2 separate regions of the Triticum aestivum genome follow, and region 1 is linked to region 2. A link is a contact called in public Hi-C data. All regions are on one chromosome and are shown on one strand. The core of a region is the stretch at or near the end of the contact, and the rest is flanking DNA. Distances in the headings are between cores, read along the strand shown.

The links. A called contact is a pair of places that touch in the nucleus more often than the background predicts.
Region 1: a Hi-C map of leaf shows a contact between it and region 2, with 6 times the contacts expected there. The contact joins the promoter of LOC123077841 here to the promoter of LOC123077840 in region 2. A contact is called at or near these places in 3 of 5 Hi-C or Micro-C datasets (all in leaf).

Annotation. Positions count from the first base shown.
Region 1 is chr3D:127,872,220-127,875,101 of IWGSC CS RefSeq v2.1, forward strand. It overlaps LOC123077841 (late embryogenesis abundant protein Lea14-A), which reads right to left and starts at 1,466. Exons shown (of 1, transcript XM_044500176.1): 1 at 652-1,466. The coding sequence starts at 1,344. The coding sequence ends at 889.
Region 2 is chr3D:127,526,007-127,528,706 of IWGSC CS RefSeq v2.1, forward strand. It overlaps LOC123077840 (3-methyl-2-oxobutanoate hydroxymethyltransferase 1, mitochondrial), which reads right to left and starts at 1,446. Exons shown (of 5, transcript XM_044500175.1): 1 at 966-1,446; 2 at 76-282. The coding sequence starts at 1,355.

The DNA.
Region 1 (2,882 bases), core at 216-2,715, 350 kb after region 2:
GGCGGGACCATTTCGTCTTCACCGTCGCGGCGTCGCGCCGTCTCTCCAGTAGCGGTCGGGGGCTCGACATCGACACGCCCCCGGAGTAGCCGCGAGGGGCGGTGTGTCCTCGCCGTCGGCCTCGCCATCCTCGCCACCTCCATCGCGTCGCTGTCGCCTGAAGCAAGGCCACTGTGAGCAAGAACATCAGTCGCCCCAACGCAGACAGCGGTTGAACAAGCAGCAGCAAACTCATTTGCTAATAGAGGAGCAGTAGCCCACACATAATACAGAAAAGCACAAGGGCCAACAATTCCCAATGCCAGAACACACACAACCCTTGGACACACAACTGATACATGGTTCTGTGCCAAAGCACACAACGAGGATACCCCTGAACGTAAACTTAACTCCACCACTAATTTCCCCTGAAGTTTTAACATGTTGTACTATCATTGATCACAGTACTCCCTCAGGTCATGAACTACGACTCAGTTGGCCTCTCCAGGTCCAGCGCTCCTCCTCCACCACTCAATGTACTGAGCAGTGAACACTGGTTGCTCGAGTGCTCGACTCAGAAGCCCTAAAAAAAAGAGTGCCCGACTCAGACTGCACGTGCGGTGAAAAGATCACATGCATCTAGCCAACAATGAACGGAGACAGCCTGTGGAGTACAGTAAACCCGTCTGTTTATTTTATTCACGTATAAAAGTCTAGAAATACAACACGCAATACATCATTATTACGTCGTGCACACCCACACCGCGATCCGAAGTAAAAACAGAGCTAGGCAGCGATCGATCGTCCCGCTCGCCCAGCCCAGTACTACCCATCACCCGTACAGGCGATGGAGAGCGCAGCAGCTAGTACGGCACGGTCGAACCTACTTAGCTGGGTGCGGCGGTAAGTTTAGAACAGGTCGGAGAGCGTGGGGAGCTTGAGCTCGCCGGCCTTGGTGAGCGGCAGCGTGAAGTTGCCGACGATGGGGAGGTCGACGGTGAGGCCGACGCGCATCTCGTAGTCGAGGTCCCAGTCCTTGCCGGCGTCCTTCACCAGGCTCATCAGGAAGTCGTACGGCACCTTCACCGGTATGTCGAGGCTGGTGGTGTCGCTGGCCACCAGCGACCCCGGGTCCGGCATGGTCCCGGAGGCCACGTCGCGGCCGGCGCTCTTGAGGGAGTAGCTGATCTCGCAGATGGGGATGGTGTGCGAGTAGGGGTTGCGCACGTCGAGGCGGCCGGACAGGGTGGCGCCGTCGCGGCCAACGTGCTGCACCGACATGTCCGACAGGTCCGCCTCCGGCTTCTGCACCCCCGATATCTTCTCGGCCACGAACCCCTTGGCCTTGTCCATCAGCTGCGCCATGGCTGCTCCACGGACGGATCGAACGACTGTCTCGTGTGAGATGTGATGACGGATCGGGATCGCTGTCAAATTAGTTTAATGCCGTGCTGCTAGCTTGATGGGTTTGCTCCGTCGAGATCCCTGGAATATAAAGGGCACGAGGTTGGGTTTACGCGGCAGACACGTCGACGGAATGCGTGGTAGGCGCGCGTCGGCAGGGGAGACGCCCACCACCAGGAGCGCGACGGGTGGCCGCAAGTCGGCACGGTTCCGAATCGAAAGGACGGAGGGTCCGACTTGTGCAGTAGGACTAGCGTTCGGGTCTTTTAAGTTGCAAAAAAAAAAAAAACCAGGACATAAACATTTACCCCCTCCGTTTGTTTTTATAAGGCATTTTAGACAGCTAGTTTTGAACTGTTGTGGGCACTATCTGAACTTTCTAAAACGTTACATAAAAGCGAGCAGAGGGAGTAGTAAATGAGTCTTATCAAATGCTATTTCTTAGGAAATATGTCAATATGCAGACAATCCTAAGAAATCTAGTATCTCACTACCATACATAGAAAAAGAATTATGCCAAAAGAAAATCCTATAGAAATCTTTCAATATCCCTACAAAACGAATGAGCCCTAATGATTGTATCACCAATGACGCTCCATCGGTCGGATTGGTGCACTCACGCCATTGGCTCCACGTTACTCATGGCATGTGCACGCTTTCTGCCCTCTTCCCCTTCCCACGCATCTCATATTGATCGATGTTAATTTGTTTCCATCATGTGTCATTCTTTCGGTTATGTCGTTCCTCCACTACCTCTCTGACCTAGATCGATCTCACGGAGCTCGTTGTCATGACCTGATGATGGAGCTCGAAACTAAAGTCCTCCCAAACATTGAGTTCCTGGAAGGCTAGGAGATTACGGGGAATCAGGCCGCGATCTCCCCATCCAGTGCAAAGGGGTTGCATGCCTCCAACAAAGACAGATTCATGGGCATGTGAGCCTGAATCGGTGAGCTTTGTGCCTCCATCATTGATGTGAGAAGTTAGCGAAATCAATATTTTTTAATATTCCAAAGGGTGTTACAAAAAAAATGAGAATAGAGGGAAAGAAGCTCACTCTGTGATTCTGATAGGAGAATGAGTCGTTGAACCCGGGTCAACGACAGCTCCAGCCAAGTTGCCTACCACTAGACCACATAAGAGTTATCTTCCAAGGGGTATTTCATGCAAGCATGTACTATTTTGTCTTGTACACGTGAACGACATGCCACAACAACTATAAGCATCTAGACATCCATAACAAGTGTTATGTTCATGTTGCCAAGCTATTCCGTGTTGTTGCAAATGTTGGCTTCTATGTTTGCATACCTTGTAAACAATTGTTCTCAAAGATGTGTTGTGGTCAATTAATATTTTATTTTACAAATAAATATATATTGTATCGATGTGTTTTGAATGTTGCGATGTTCTTTCACATGTCATAATCTGGACAAAAATGTTACAATGTTGCATATGTAGAAACCGTTATGTGTGGGCCTTTTGGTTGCGACAATTAGACA
Region 2 (2,700 bases), core at 196-2,695:
GAGCAAAATGTATGTCAAGACACAGGTCATGATACATGCTAACAGCCAAATTGCCAGCAAAAACAAACTAGGCACCTTTATAGCACTATCAACTGTCTTTCCCTGTGGTCGAAACCCACCAAGTACACTAATAGCCTGCGGCGTAAGCCCAACGTGCCCCATGACAGCAATTCCAGCCTCCACAATAGCCTTAGCTGCACTGATCCTAGATGGAGCTCCTCCTTCCAGTTTGATTGCATCCATTCCACCTTCTTTTAACACCCTCACCGCAGAGTCAACAGCCTGTAAGAAAAGGTATATTACATGAAAGCTCAAGCCCAAAATGCCTAGCTCTTATACACTGAAGTTGTAGATACCATTTGACACATCTAGATACCGTATTACCAATACACTATGATATGCCTCATATGTTCATGTCTATCGTATTCAGCATGCTCATGAGTTGGGTTATCATTTTATATATTTTGAGATGTAGTGATGTAGCTGCATTTGCAACTAAGAAATAAAACCGAGTCTGAACCTCCTTTTTAGCTTAAAAACTACAATTACAGATAGATCATTGTGACAACAATATCAACGATCAATTGAACTTTATTAGCACATCAAGGTTGCACCATCAGTTTTCTGAACTCAAGGGTAAAGGCTTTGTGAGTTGTGACAAACCAGAAGGGAATCAATCAAGGAAAATGGTAATCTCCTTAGAGCAGGGAACAGCTAACGCTATTCTACGGGACTTGGCAAAATTAGTGCCGTCACACGAGCAAGCATAGCAATTCCTTACTGACGATAGCAAATGGCAACTGGAGAGGTAAATAGGGGGAGTGCAAACCATGGCACACCTACCACACCAGCAGTGGCAAAGAAGCAATTGCTAACGGGCGGCATTACGGCAATTTAATTTCAATCTCCATCGGATCGAATCGGAGAGGACGAGAATGGGAGGGACGCCAGCGGGGAACTACTACCTGCGTGGAAGAGGACTCGTAGCAACCGAAGGAGAGGTCGCCGACGAGGAGCGGCCGCGACGCGCCTCGCGCCACGGCGCGGCAGTGCTCGAGCATGACGTCGAGGGAGATGGGGAGGGTGGTATCGTGGCCGTGGACGACCATGGCGGCGGAGTCGCCGACGAGGCAGACGTCGATCCCCGCGGAGTCGACGTGGACAGCGGAGGGGTAGTCGTAGGCGGTGACGACGGTGATGGGCTCCCCCCGGCGGTGCTTCCCGCGGAGGGTCGTCACCGTCACGCGCCGCGCCGCCGCCGCCTCCTGCGGCCGCGGGCCCCCATAGACGGTCGACTCCGGCACGTTGCTCAGCATCCGCCGCGCCAGGCGCCGGAAGGCGTGCCCCGTCGCCATCGTGCGAAGCGGCGGCGTTCGAGTGTGGTTGGTTGGTGCGACACGAGAGCGACGGGAGTCTTTGGATACTGAGAATGAGAATTTTGGGGGGCGGGGTTGGTAGGTTGTGAGTGCGTGTGCAAGGGTTTGCGTTCTACCACGTGAATAAGTCATTCGCGTAGTTTTAGAACGACAATTTAACTATCTAAATATACGTGACAAAAAATATATATTTAGAAACTATATTCATATAGTACTGTGTTTTGCCAGGGGAAATTACTACTGTAAAAATAAAAGGGCAGTGATACGCGCCGGAAGTTTGGCCCGGTCAGCCTGCAGCCGTGCGATCTAGCAGGCAGGAGCCGAGCCGTCCGATCCCCCCTCCTCCCACGTCATATCATCTTCTTCCTCCCTCTCCACGCTTCAGATTCATTCGGCGCGATGTGTCCCTGCCCCAGCCACCGCGTGCGTGTGCTCCGGCGAGAATAGGAAGCATCCACGCCCTTTCCCTCGCCGTCGCAGCACCCCCGTCCTCTCCCTCTCCGTCGCCGCTCGTCGCTGTCGCCGCTCGTGCGCCCACGGACTCGTCCCCGGTTGAAGCTTTTTTAACCTCTGGTTGAAGCATTTCCTATGCCGGTTGAATCATTTCCTACGCCGGTTGAAGCATTCTTCCACGGGTGAAGCTTTTTCATGGGGGTTGAAGCTTTTTCCACTATGCCTGTTGAAGCTTTTTCGGCCACCGGTTGTAACTTCTCCTAGGTGAGTTGAAGCTTTTCTCCATATCAGGTTGAAGCATCCGTGCCCGTCGTCTGCCACGCATGTAGCAAAAAAGTCGCCGGTGGTAGCAAAAACAGGATGTGGTTGTAGCAAAAAAGGATGTGGTTGTAACATTCCCCGTGGTCACCATGGTCACCATTGAGGGAGGAAAGCCGGTTCCAGCAAATCACCAAGCTGGTCGTAGCATTTCATCGATTTTGTGATGGGGGTGCTTCCAGCAACCGCGGTCTCTGGTTCCAGCAAAATACGACGCCGGTTCTAGCAAATCGTGATGATGGTTGCAATATTGTCATGGTGTCCCCACCGCGCTCCACCACTGCACCATTAATCGGGCTCATCGTCCGTCGTTCAGCTCCACTGACGCGCCGCTCGTCTCGCCACCATAACACGGCCATGCACGAAGCTCTCGGTGGTTGCGGCTTGGCCAGATGTTTGCATCTGTGCGGGGAGCATCTCGCCGGCGCGGATTCCGTCTCTTACTCCGGCCATGTGTGGTAGCAGCTCGCCGGCGTGCACTCTGGCTCATCCTCCGCCCACGTGTGGTAGCAGCTTGCCGGCGGCCAGCGCGCGCCGGGGGGGGGGGGGGGGG